Linked DNA regions of Drosophila melanogaster: region 1 is linked to region 2. The links are chromatin contacts, called in public HiChIP or PLAC-seq maps. All regions are on one chromosome and are shown on one strand. Each heading gives the region's core, a stretch centred on a gene start, on an enhancer-like site or on the middle of the called end of the contact. The rest is flanking DNA. Distances are from core to core; before and after follow the strand shown.

The links. HiChIP or PLAC-seq counts read pairs in DNA pulled down with a chosen protein or histone mark.
Region 1: a contact with region 2 is called in a Psq HiChIP or PLAC-seq map of the Kc167 cell line, with 2.4 times the contacts expected there. The contact joins two enhancer-like sites. A contact is called at or near these places in 11 of 107 Hi-C or Micro-C datasets (the Clone 8 cell line, the Kc167 cell line, the S2 cell line and 5 more) and 2 of 6 datasets of contacts at active chromatin or transcription factors (both in the Kc167 cell line).

The regions. Positions count from the first base shown.
Region 1 is chr2L:16,585,393-16,592,572 of dm6, reverse strand. All of the region lies in intron 2 of mtgo (miles to go), which reads right to left. Among named protein-coding and RNA genes, the nearest start is that of CG31815, 17 kb to the left of the region's middle. Within about 2 kb of position 3,807, at least 38 of the 39 cell types and tissues checked have an H3K27ac peak or open chromatin away from gene starts, as enhancers often do. A contact at or near this core is called in the Kc167 cell line, where this site is marked.
Region 2 is chr2L:16,518,528-16,525,844 of dm6, reverse strand. All of the region lies in intron 2 of CG5953, which reads left to right. Among named protein-coding and RNA genes, the nearest start is that of mir-4943, 6.3 kb to the left of the region's middle. Within about 2 kb of position 2,529, at least 22 of the 39 cell types and tissues checked have an H3K27ac peak or open chromatin away from gene starts, as enhancers often do. A contact at or near this core is called in the Kc167 cell line, where this site is marked.

The DNA.
Region 1 (7,180 bases), core at 2,558-5,057, 65 kb before region 2:
TTGTAATCGATTTCCCCCCTGAATGTATCGCATCCGTATCAGACAACAAGATTTCAATCAAAATACTTGTTTCACTTCGGCCAACAAGTTGCACTAACCACAAATCGCTCGAGGAGTTCAAGCGAAAGGCGAGAGAGGAAAAGCATTGGAAAATGCGAAACAGTCGGGAAAAAGGGGGCGTGGCAGCCAGGTGGGGGCTGGGTGCAACACCTAAGAAAAGACCTTGAAAAGCATGCGCTGCGATTGCCGCTTACAACTTTCACCATTGCCGCCGCCGACATGTTGCATTAATTTTTCATGTCACAGTCAGACAAACGAAACGAAACGAGGCGAAAAAAAGCCAAGTTACCCCAATCTGAACACACAGAAAAAAATTCGGCACCTAATTAAGGTAATTTTCTTTTTACTATTTCCAGTGCTAGCATATAATCGGACTTTTCTGTAGCGCATAGCTATTTAAGTTTTTTTTTATAAAAACGTAAGCATTTATAATAAATATTTCCCTGTGCACACAAATTCCATTTCGAAAACGGAAAAAAAGAGAAGGGGCGGTGCAATAAAACAGAGACAGACAGGTAGATATCCAGATAGAGTCAAGCTCTTCCACAAGTCGGCATCATCATTACGGCTCTTATCATCGTCGTCACGAAATGCAACCGCAAGGCCTACCCACCCCCTCCCATCTACCACTTCAGCAGCTCACTCGGATTGTCTTTCCATATGCAATTAAGGTTTTGTTTTGTCTTTCACCTTAGGGTCACTGAGAAAATCTGGGGCAACCTCCAGTTAACTTGCATAAAAAAAAATTTAATTGGAAATTTATATTTTAAAAATATAACTAAAGATTTTGTTATATATAAAATCTGTTTGAACTACTTTCATTTGTTGAACAAAATACTAAATAAAACACACCAGCATACTTTTAGGCAACCTGTTAAGAGATGTAATATCTCGCGAAATGAGGTCTATTTAAATACCCCACCTATAAGTGATACTCTGATACTCAAGAGTGAGATACTTTTTTCTTGCAGTGTTTACACTAAAGCTAGGGCAGAGAAGGGAAAGAGCTCAAAAAGGGGGTCGCGTTCTAGCAGCATCTTCTTCAAGGCAGCGCTGCAATATGGCCAACCCAACCAATGCAACCCATCCGTCCGTCCAAAGCTGTTGCATCTTGCACTTTGTTGGTAGAAGAAGTTGGTGACCCACACACACACGCACACACAGATACACGAACCGTGTGCGCTGGTAAGCGAACCTGTCGATGTGGTAGTCGAAGCCACTGCAAATTGCATATTTTTCCTCGGCTTAGCTCACGTTTCTCGCTCGTTTCGCAAGCTGTTGAAAAGTTTCCTTTGTCTCGCCGCAATCCCCTCTTCATCCACAATATCTAGTGGATGGATGCACTCGATCTATATGTATATATGCGAGATTTAGCCCGCTCCCTCCCTTTGAAGTTTCGTTCATTTTATTGCAAAGTTGCGGTGCATCTTCTCTGCCTCAGTGTGCAGTGTGGCATAGGGTTTGCTAGGTACCCTGAACAAAAATTGAGCCCATCAATCAATGTTTAAACTAATATAAAAAATTATATAAAAATAAATACACTCAACATGAGAAATTTTTAAATATTTCATTTAATTTTTTAAGACTTTAAAAGGTATATCAACCAGATAGTTATAGTATGGTTGAGTACTATATGTATGATTTGAGAATTGGTTTTCAAATGTAATCATATTTTAGGACAACTTCAGCAGTAGTATGTTTCCAACCTACCCTCCGCTAAGTTATCCAATGTTGTGATGTTTATTTTTTATATTTCCAGCTGTTTGCTCGCTAAACCTTCCTACAACCAGCTTCAACAGACAACTTAACCCCCTGATGCCCCCATCGCTGAAATCTGAAGTAAATCTGTGCTGGGGGATTGTCGTAGGACCTTGGGCGCGATGAGCCCAGTAAGAACCGAACAAGGTGTGCAACAGTTGCAGCTGAATTCTTGCCGATTTTTTCCCTTATTTTGCTCAGTCTTCATTCTTTTTACCTTCATTGTTTGTTTTCTTTATTTTGCACTTTTGCTCTCGTACTTATTTTTGTTGTGTTTTGGGGGATTTCCCAGTTGTCTATCGAAAGCGATTTATTTTTATTGTTATGGCAGACGGACAGAGATTTATGCGCTTACAATACCGATTTTTATACGACTTTTTACGAATATCCATATCGACATTATACGTAAGGGGAATGCGTATTTTATGACAAAATTTATTAAAAGTGATTTTTTATGGATTCCGTTTTTAATATATGTATGAGAGCAGGGCGCAAAACTTACTGGCCAGATCAAGTTGTGGTTTATTTCTTTGCAAAACCCGTCGTCTACAGGATGAACACGAATATTGCGCAAACTTCAGGCGAAACACACACGGCTTGTAGATGGATATAAATGTATATATGTATATACAGACGTGTATATAATCTAATGTATCTTTCACGGGAAGCGTGTTTTCCATCTTCGCCCCGTTGACGTTTGTTTGATGTTTGGTAACCAGCTCGGATCACCAGCAATTCAAAGTTTGAGCATTTCAATTTATTGCCACGAAACGGCAAACATCAGATTGGCGGACAAGCCAGTGGTGCAGTCAAACATTTCAAGCACTTCAAAAAGTTTTCAACAACTTAAAAAAAAAAATGCAAAAAAAAAAATAATAATAATAACCAAATGCAAAAAAATTCGATGTCTTCAAAAGAAAATAAAGGAGAAAACCAAGCTAAAGTTTCTTGACTATCTGAAACCTCTTATTCAGCGAGCAAAAAATGTCAAATTATTTTGGCGTATCAATAGAAACTGGCCAAAAAAAAGCAACAAAAAACTTTTAAAAGTTTGGGCGTGAAAGTTGTAGAGTGGGCGTGGCAATCAAAATGTACATTATTCTAATTTTCTAGCTTTTATAGTTCCCACAGCCTTCGCACGATAAAATGACGGACTGACGAACGGAAGGATCCTGATCAAGAATAAATATACTATATCTGTTGCATACTTTTCAAGGAATTTAAAATACTCTTTTAATCTGCACTACATAATGTTATCATTCAATATCCTTACTTGAACTTAATAAACATATAATTGGAAAATGAAAATATAAACTGTGATTTTAAATAATTTATTTACTATGCTATCATTTTATATTATAAGTATTTTCTTTAAAATAATATTTATAGCGCCATATATACATAGCTACATAGCTATACAAAATTTCATAGATAGCTGATTGATCTATGGATTTTTTCCTCTAAAAGTTGATGCTAGACAGCTAACTTTTGGTATGCAGCTTCAGCTTAAAGACAACTCACTCACACACTCCCATTCTGTTGTGAGTGGGCAAGAAAAAAGGAAACTGCATTGAAACTCATAAATCGAGTTTTTCCAATTTTATCCCACAGCCTCTTTCCCACTTTTTTTCTTCCTCTTCCTCAACTCACATACACACGACAAGGCGACGATTTTTTTTTGCTTTTTTCTTCAAGCAGATTTTTCCCCATCGACTAATTTTTTCTTTTCCAAGCACACATACACATTTTCCAAGACTTAATCATTATTTTTCCAGTGCTTTGCTTTCATTACTTGATCACACACACTAGTGCCTTTTTTGTTGTTTGTTTTGTTTTGGTTTTTTTTTTTGTTGGTTGGTAGGGAGCAAGGAGGGGGTGGTGGTTTTCTTTGGGGTTTTCCTTCCACCTCTTCGTGTTTCCATGTACTTGTCTTTTAGCACTCTTCAGTGTGCATTGATTCCTTTGTTTGCCAACAACAACAAATAACAAATGCATCTAAAGTGAGTTTGTATCCGTATCTGTGTTAGTGAGACGCATCTTCATCTGTGAGCTGACTTGTTGACTGCTCAGTTTGCTGGATTCGATAGCAATAAGAACTACGGTTCTCTTATTTATCTAAGCGACAGGTTGCTCTCTTACTTCAGTACTAGGTATTTGATTTTCCATTTATATTGTAGATCGTGTCCTTTTGTTTTGAAGTTCTTCAATAACTAAGTATCCAAAACTGTAATAACTAATAGAAAGTAAAGCATATAGCTAAAAATTATTTTAACAAAATGTTTAATTTTAATTACATATTTTAGTTCATTATATTCTTAAGCCTTTATATGATTTTATTGTTTCCCTTTTTTTGGACGCTTAATTAGTGAATTCGTATTCCGTGTATTGTTTTTTAATGCCTGTATTTTACAGGTCACTCTCTCCTCCGCTTTTCTCTTTCGCTCTCTGTCTCCCTCTCTTTCACCCTGTTGATCAAGTGCTCAATTATATGACTTGTTGTACTTCTTGGCTTCCATTGACCATTCCGTGATTCCGAAAATCGCATACCAAAGCTTCCAGTGAAACCAATTCCAGTTTTCAATTGGAACAGCAAAAAAAAAAGAAGAAAAACCATCGAAGATTCAGGTCTCTCTGCCTCTCACTCTCTCTCTCTCTCTCTCTCCTTCCGTCTCTGCCACGGGTTCAGACACCCGTAAAGCAGCCAGCGTCATCGCACTTGCCATGTATTTGTATTTGTGTATCTGTGAGATCGCATTGTTGAGGAATTTCCAATTAGAAGCTGTAGACTTGTATAAGAGCGTTTGGGAGAATATAAGAGCGGTGGCTCAAAAGAGAACTTCGTAGAGTGGCTTGTTCGGCCACATTAAATCGGAAATGCCCTGCACGCTAAATTTTTACTTCTTTTACTTAAATGTTTATATGTTTATATATCCATTAAAAAGGGACTTAAAAAAATGAAATCTCAACATTGGGACTTTTTTATTTTTTTCTAGTTTTATAAGCAAATAACGGGCAAAAGCAAAAGCATTTGTAGACGATATCTACGATGTAAAATATTTCTTAGTACAATTAAGCATACTATTTATTACAAAAAAGTGACAAACTATTATATTAATCTGTAAAAACACGGACGTGCATTGTGTAAAATGTCATATTTTTAGTCTTATGGATTTTATATGATTATTTAAACTTTAAGAATAAAATTACCTTTGCGTCCTTTTCTCGAATAACTGCACTGCAATTGCTGTTACCAGCAAGCTGAAGCAATAAACACGAAACCGAAATTATACAATCTTCTAAAGTGTAATAACATAAAATCGAAAGTGAATTTTAATTTAGCTCCAAGTCTGCGCCAAAGAATTAGTAAAATTTTGATTACCCCTAAAGTTGCGCTTGCTGGGAAGCTGTCGTAAAAAGTTGAAAAAATCATTAAACCAAACCCTTTTCTGTGCGCAAAACTGACATAAAATTTAAAGACTTTTTAAAGTCTCATTTTTGTTGTCGGTTGCGAAATTTTTGTATACAGAAATAAATTATTCGAGCTACCGCAATCAATTTGCGTGCTAATAAAAACTCATTAAATGAAGTGCCGAAGCTGTTGCCAATCAGCAATGCAGCCTTCTGGTTACCTTTTGTTATAAATAAAAATAAAGGAAAATCGTAGAAAAAATCAGTGAGCTCGGAGAGCCAGAAAATCTGAAAAGCCGAAACAAAATCCATAAAAAAACAAAGGAGTGGGCGTGGGGCGGTCCATTCCATTCAAAAAAAAAGTCCAAGACCTTTGACTTTTTTTTTGTGGAGGGCGTATTGCGGCCAGTATTATTCTTGGTCGGTTCAACACGCTGGTTGAACCCTCTTGTCTGCTCTCTGCCTTGACACATTTTCAAAACAAAATGGTAAAATAAAAAATCAGCAGAGGTACACGAAAAGACGAAATCACTGAAACTGCAATTGAAGAAACTGCACAAAAGGCTTGAAGTTTGTCAGCACTTTGACATGTTAATTGCATTTACGGTTCATGATCATAATCAGCATCTGATGATGATGGCGATGACTAGGTGACAGCCTGCATTGGCACTCCAACAACCTACAGACTTGGCCAACTAACTGAATGACAAACTTTCCTAGTGACAAAATGACTGGTAATCAAAGCAGCATCTGCTTGAGACACCAACAAATTCGTATTATTGATGACTTGAAAGATATATATATAGTTTCGTAAATTAATTGGTATCTCTTACCGAAATTATCGAATTTTAGAATATAATAATTCTAAAAATCCATAAATCGATCTTTACTTATTTTTAGTGTTAGTAAACAACGATTTCATATCCAGTGCTTCACCACTGACATTTTCACCCAAGATCATATGATAACTGGAATCTTCTGGGACTGGCCAAAAACAAAAAAAAAGAAGAAGAAGAAGTAAACCCGAAACTTGATGGATGTTTTTCTGCGGTGGTAAGTGGGGAAAAAGGAAGGAACGTCGCCACTCGATGTCACCATATGATATGCAATTTAAGCAACAATTTATGATAGCTGCCTAAGCACGACTGCCACAACGATGACAGAGCAACGTTGTTGGGAGTGCAGAAAGTCTGCGAAACCCAAAGGTTGCCACATGAGGAGGCGGCTGATTGAAAGAGATAATAACCCGTAAGATTCAAATCCATTCCGTTGGCTCTTTCCGCACTTTAATGCACTCAAATGTGGGCCGAGGTGGATGACAATTGTTGTTGTGACATTCAACAAACTGAAGTTGGCGAAGTGCACTAGAAGAATTATGGAAAATCAAGATGGAGAAATTGTAAAAGTACTTCTTCAATGGCCATGGGTTCTATTCGAATATAGTCAAGAAAACAAAATCATTAAATTGAGCTCTTAGGAAACTCCGTCTGTCGCAGACATGACTTTCGAGCTTTTCTTCATCATCAACAAACTGCATTTTGTAGACTGCTAAAACACAAGCTGTGGCACGAATAAAACCAATATAAGCCATTTACAATGCTGGCCAGAAAAATGTAACATCAAGTTCGAGAAATCTATTAATTGTAAGAAGTCTAGTTATTGTATTCCGTGCTAAGCCAATGTATATTGTAAACAATTTATTATGTAACTCAGTCTCACTTTGTTTAATACTTAAAAATAAGTGAACAATTCCAAAGAACAATATAATTTTCTGTTGATATTATTTGTAGTATTTTTTCCGTCTATATATTTGTTTTACCTAACAAATGAACGTGGATATATTAAACTAAATAAGTGCGCGTCACGTACAGGACATGTCTTCGTCTTCGGATGCGTTTCTCTTCGCTTGAAAGGACTCTTTTCCTCCGCTTCCCCCCTGTAAGATAGGTCCTCG
Region 2 (7,317 bases), core at 1,280-3,779:
TAACTGTAAGGTTGAGATTACCTGTGGGGTTATCAATATGCATATCCATTTTATAGGCACTACCTGTTAAAAAAGTTTTCCATTGCATTCTACACCAAATGAACATACATATTTAACTTTAATAACACTTAGACTTAATTAAGATAGTAACTGAAAACTAGAAATTAGAAATGTGCTGGAGCAGCCCATTTTGCTAGCTAACTTGAAAAGAATAATGCCAAACTAGTTTGCTCAAATAATACTTTCTTTAATTATTTTCAAGTGGTGTATTTAAATTAATTAACAAAAAACCACCGTAGCTATTGACTTTTAACCAATTAATGATTCATACTAACTGGCAACTTCGGGTCTCGAAACTCCGCTACGAACTGGCTCTTTGTTTTGCTGTTGCTGTAGTGACGTTTTGTTTTGTGGTTACCCAGTGGACACCACCTTATGCCCCAACCAACCCCAAGTTTCCACAAACCCCCCTCCCACCCCTTTGCGCCGTGATTCGCTGGAAGCTTTTGTTTTTACTTGGCTCTGTTGTTTGTCAGACTTATCAAAACAAAATGCCAGGAGTTGTTGCTGGCTGCTGCCGTTGCTGTTCGCCGACTTTGACTCTCTTCTGGCTGTTTTCGCTTGTTTTTTGCTGCCGTTTCTGGAAAACAAATGAAATTTTTGCAAGCCAAAGAATATAAAACTTGGCGCCTGGACTTTTTCTCAGCTTTTTGTTTTTACTTTTCCTCGTACTGCGGATTGAGTAGGGCGGGAGGGGGAGGGGGGCGGAAGGCATGGGGCGATCGGGGGCGTGGCTTGTCTAAATGCATGCAACTTGTTTGTCCAAGTCGTGTCACCTTTGGTTTTCTGGTTTTGCGGTCTCAATACAAATTTCGGCACTTACGGTCATCAAAATAGAGCTGTTTAAAAAGTAAAATAAAAAAATTCCTTAAAATATTCTTAAAAGAACTATTTTTTTAAGCTATAATATTCTAATTTGCAAATAATTTGTTCTTAAATGAAATGAAAATAAATTTTATTATGTTTTATGTACGTACATATTATTTATGTATGTACACATAAGCTTGTTTTAAACCTGCTAAGAATGTTAAGTTATTGCATCATTTTTTATTTATAATAGATAAAATATAAAATTGTATTATTTCTTATATGATGCATTATTTTCAAATATATAGTATATTTTGTTTGTTTCTTGCTCTTTGAAAGGGCGTAGTTATCCATGAGCTAATTCGTTTAATGTCTGTTTTTTTGTTGTGATTTTTTTTGTATCTCACTTTGGACAGGATAAAATCGGTTCACACTGGACGTGCTCCCATTTAATCCACTTCCTATGGCATTTTTTTAAAAAACTTTTTCTTCTTCTTCTACCGTTGCTCCGTTTTTTATGTTTTGGTTTGGCTTTGGTCTCGTGTTGTTTTTCTATTTCTGCGTCATTATTATTTGCGTGTGCAGGCAGCACTAACAACGACGCCCACGCCCCCTTTTCAGAACGCCCACCTACGAACAGAGCACCCCGCTCCACCACCACCCACGCCCACCGCCCACCTCCCACTTATTGTTATGTATTTTTGTTCATATTTTGCAATTGTTTTGCTCTGCGGTATTTTCCTCAAGACAAGTGAACAGTAAAAACAAAAACAAGATGATGAAGCCGAAGAGGAGCTGGTGTTTTTGTTATTATTGTTGTTTCGGTTGTTGTCCCGCAATGTTGTGGCTAGCAAACGACTCACGCACCGTCTCACATTTACCACCCACAATTTGCAGCACCCAAATTGAAACACCTGCAAAAAAATAAAAAGTTATTAGCTTGAAAGTAGCCTATTTATTGGAGATATTGGCAAAACGCGTTTTCTTTAGTTTAGGTACGAAGTAAAGTTGATACTTCATTATTTACAGGTTAAGTTGAGTTTTTTAATTTAAAATTGATTTTAAGTACCTTAGTAATTTACCTTTGTTTACATCACCTTTATAGTTTAAATATGAACTCTTCCCTTGAGATATCACGTAAACTGTGTTCTTCATTAAGATATTAAATTAATTGAAAGTTGTTGTAAATATCTAAACTAAAGTCCTTGTCATCAATAATTAAATTAAATGTAAGTCTTAAACACAGATCGATCTGTAGTGTGTAAATTGTTGTCATTAGGCATGTGCATCCCCAATATACAATAGATAAAAAAATATATATAATAAGTATGATTCTTCACTAAATCACTGTTAAAATTCGAAATATTGCTTTGATTTTGAGACTTCTTAACGGTTTTATGTTTGAATCGACCTCGATTTTGAAGTTAATTTATGTTTTGCACGTCCACGACAGCTTGAACTTGACTCGTTTCTCGGCAATGTGTTTTCGAGTGTAGTTTTCTCTTGTTTGTGTTTTCCTACTGTTGTTGTAGCAGTAGCCGAGTATCAAGCTGTTGTTGTAATTCGCGTTGTTTTGTTTTCCCTCGCATTGCCTATAAACCACCCACTACCCACTACCCGCCCCCGCGGTGGTGGAATGAAAAGTGCAAGGCAAATATGCAGCAACTGCGACGCCGGCAGCGAAGTCAGCGTTTGTTTTTGTTTACTCATTCATTGCAAAGTTGTTTAGAGCCGAGCGCGCAGCGTATGGTTTTTTTTTCTATGCATATGTACATATGTATGTATGTATGTACATACATATGTGTGTAGTATGTAGATGGTAATGATGATAGTGATGATGATAGGGTATAGGGTTTGTTGTAGTGGGCGGCAAATCTGGGGCTTTTTGGTGGGAAATTTGCTTGGAATTCGCCAAAGTAGTGATTCTAAATTTAAGCAAGAATTTTGAAGTTTTGGACACAGGAGTGCTAAAAAATTTAATGGCCCTGACAACTCTAGAATTTGATCCTGTGTAATAGTGACAAAAAAGGAGTTTAAGGTTTTTGAAAGTTTTTGAAAAGATGTTCAATATTATGATATTGAAAGATTTGAAAGACCTGGCAACTCTAGAAATCGTACCTGTAAATAGATAAAAAAATAAACAGTTTCAATTCGGGTTGAGGCGCAGTCAGACAGTTCGAACAATAGGAAAAAGCAGATGAAGTTCCCGGAAATAAGTGCTTTTAAGTTATTTTCTTTGGCTTTGGCAACTCTAGAAATCGCACCTGCGTTTTAGTGAGAAAATACAAGACGTTCAAATCCACGTTCGAATACAAATACAAAAATATGTGGGAATAGTGGGGAACTTTCCCAGCAACTAGGGAGCAAAGCTTAATGGGGATTAACCCGTTAACCGAAACACTTGGCAACTCTGGTATTGGCACCTGCCAGGTGACGAAGCCATCTTACACACACACACACACCGCAATGCATTTTCAATTGCAATTTGTTCCACTGTTAATTTTACGACTCCCCTTTCCAGTGTAAATCCCCCATTTTAGATGGTGGTAGTGTGATGGAAGACGAGGGGTTTGGGGGCTTTGTTTGCGGCGCTTGCGCTTGCGGTTTTCATGGCAGTTTCATTAATGTTAGTGTAGCAGTTATTTTTGTTGTTGTTGCGGTGTATGCGCTTTTGCGAAAATATCGCCGTCGTACTTCAAAAACATTGGCGTGAGCAGCCGGATAGATACAGTATAACTTTGGTAATGGAAACTTCTTCGAAATACTCCTTAATATATTTGGTAAAATAACTTGAATTTTTCAAATAAATATGCCAGATAGAATTTCCTGAGATATGTATATTATATAAATACATTTTTTTTATTTCCGAACAGAAAAGATATTTTTTCAATAATCCTCTAATATTTTTTAATCTAAAGAGCAGAGTAGTAACTTCAATATCTTTGTTTTATTAATAGTGTTTTTTCCAGATTAAATGAATATTAGCTTTTAAAATCCAATAAAGTCACTGATAATAGCTCCAGTCCACAGAAATGTTTTAATATTTATGATAAAAACTAAGGCAACGGAATATTGATCTTGTTAGTGTTGAGCGAAAAGAGTTTGGAATGCTTTACTGTAGCAGTGGAAAGAGGTAGCTTGCGACAATTGTGAATGGGGCGGTGTGGAGAAGGGGGGCGTTGGTGATGAGTGAGAGAGGTGTGCGGGGTGTGTGGTGTGTGGTGTGGGCAAGAGGGGGAGGCAGTAGGACTGGGGCGGATTTCGTGCCAAAGGAGTAGAAGCAGCGACGACGACGACGACGCGTAGTTTGTGTAGTGTGTTATTTATTCATTGGATTGGATGATAATCAGTTTGTTTACATTTTTCAGTTGCACACACAATCCGAGCGAAAGAGCGAGCGGGCGCGAGTGTATGCGCGAGCGAGAGCGGGCGAGTTCATTCTCTTGTCTGTTTTATTTTATTTGCCTTAACAAAATAATAATACAGACATGCAAACACGCACACAGCGCACTCACTCACACACACACGCACGCACACTCTGCTCCGAATGCGTAAACAACAAAAGCAGCTGCAACAACAATAGCAACAAGCAGCGGAAAAGAGATGGCGATAGCGGTGGAATGATGGGAAAGGGGGGATTGGGCGGCGTAGTTGAGGAAACTTAAAAACAGCAGCGGGAGCAACAACAAATAAACAACCCAGGTTGAACTCTTATTCTCGGGATGCCCCAATAGGCAACATTCGATTTTTGACATTTGTAGGCGTTTGACGGAAAATAATGGAAAATCGAAAATGGAAAAAGAAAAATATGTACAAAATCATACATTTTAATTTTCAATAGGCAATGTCGGAAGTCTTAGATCGACACTTTTGACAGCTATGTGTTTAGATACATGTGGACATACCATATAACGATAGAAAAGTAATTTCGTAAAAAATAGAGCATATTGTTATTCGGGTTTTCCAAAATGTTGAGGCCCATTTGCTTTGTCGCAGCATTTTGATGGAAAGTTCTAGGCGCCACAACCCAGACAGACAGAAAGGCAAAATCAAAGAGATCGTCGCAGACAGAAAGGGATGGCGCTAGCCAGGGTGGAGCGGGCAGAAAGAGAGGGAGAGCCCGCTTTGATCGCCGCTGACCACATTAAACTTTTTATTGTAGTTGTTGCTGAATTATTTTCGTGTGAGGCCCCAAACGTGGGGTAGGTTAATGCTAATGCCGCGCCTGACCATTAAAAACCCTCTCCGGTTAACTCTCCATCTTTCTGTCCCACTCTTTGGCTTCTTCTAGAAGAAGAATTCTTCGTGCGCTCTCTTTCGCGTGTCAGAAGAGTCTTTGTGAAATAACGCTGACATTTGCAAAAGTTTCTACAAAGAAGAACAACCAAGATGCAGTCTTTACATATCTTTGAATCTAATAATTCAATTAGAAATGCGTTTTTTTTTTAGCTAAAAAAAAGAATATTACATTACCAAATGCATTTTAAAAGTATCCAAAAATAAGTAGAGTTTTGAATCAACAAATTTAATTTGTTACGTTTGTTTAGTTATTTCCTTAATTTTCGATAAATAGACCGTTAATTGCCGTTCTATCGGGCTCTTAATGAGTCACCCGGACTTTGCTTAAAAAAGCACGCTTCTCTTAAATCGTTCTCTTCAGGCCGCAGCTTTTTACTCTCTCTCTCTCTTGGTCGTTCACTCTCTTCCGCGCTCGCACGTTTCGGCTCTTCGAAAATTTTTACTACGCCGCTAGAATAATTTCGGACAAAAATATTACGAGTTCGAGTCGCGTTGTCGTCGCTTTCGCGCACAGCAAACAAAAAAAAGTCTAGCTACAACAAGTGTAAATAGCGATCCCAAGCAAACAAAAAAAAAAAAAAAAAAAACAAAAGCCGAAATGCATTATCAAAACAATAATAATAATAATAATAATGTCATTAATCTGAGATCCCCTGCAATTCCACACAGAATTTCCCCGGAATCCGTAGCAACTACAAATTCTTCAAACGTAAGTTTCTGCATTATTCGATTTGCCGGGGGGAGCTGAGGGGCTCTTTCACAAGGCGATTGTTTGGAAAGTTCGCGCACTTTGCCACCTGTGTGCGTGTTTTGATGATACCCTTCCCGAAGGGTAGACCGATTTATTCAGAACATCGATCAAAAATTATGAACAAGTTCAGGCTTATTTGGTGCTTATATTAGCATGTAGGTTCATAAAATAAATATTTTATTTAATATAATACAAATACAAAACATCGTTAACATTATTTAATGTCCATGATTCGTTACGGTTAAATATTATTTTTATACCTAGAAGAGCATACAAACATCGCCACTCTTAACTTTCTTTCATGTTGTTTTGCTTTTTTCAACTGTGTGCGTGCGTGTGTCTGCTAATTTGTTTTGATCGCTTCGTGTGTTTGTCCATATATGGATATACATTCATACATCTATTGGGTAAAAGCAACAAAAACACGATTTGAGCGCAGTCAAATTATTATTTATTTACCATTATTATCATAATTCGGTACGACTTCGCACTCTTTCGGTTTTAATTTATGTTTCGAATTCACTCAGAACAATGACAAAAACAACTTTTCGCCGAGGATTTGACCGGCATTGGAATGCGATGAGAAAAAAAAAAAACAGAATCCGAAATTTCTAATTCAATTCGTTTTGGGGATATCAATTAGTATTATTATATGCAAATTGCTTTCGACTTTTAACGCGACAGTGCAGCAGGTATGCAAAACGAAATGTTCTCAACAATTTGTTAAGAAAAAGACGTTAATCTCTTGTTTTCCATCGAATTCTTTAATAAAACAAAGTAGAATCGAGTTTGATATAAATTTGGTTCTTATCAAGATATTGTTAAGAATTGTCTTTAATACTTTATTTGTACAAGTTAATAATTACAGTTATCGATTTGATTTTGAAGATCGCAAGCGACCGTTTATTGCAATTTATCATTTGAAACTAAATCTAGCGTACAAAATGTTTCCCTAAGTCCCTAGCAATCAAGTGAAGTCGTCGGCAGCGGCGCAGCAGGCGTCGGCCGCGGCGCAGCGCAGAAGTGTCGATGTCGCGCTTAACCGTTCGTTGGCGTTGATGGCAGCGGAGACTATGTGGAACCACAAGATGTTAGAGAATCAATTGCAGGGCAATAACTCCTCCCCTCTTAATTGACGCTTGTCCTCGAGCGGTCATCATAAGGATGGGATGTTTTTGAGTCGCATCGTTGGTGGGGTGATTCGTGGTAGTTTGGGCACAGCATTAATGGTTTGAATGCCAGGTGTTTATTGTTGCGTGCGTTCGAGGTTTGTGCAACTCGGATGTGTTCTGCATTGACAACTTGATTGCTTCTATTAAAATTCTGGTTTTTACTAAATTACTAATGAATTTATATCTACATATTTTTAGACCATTGGAACCTTTGCAGAAGGCATTGAT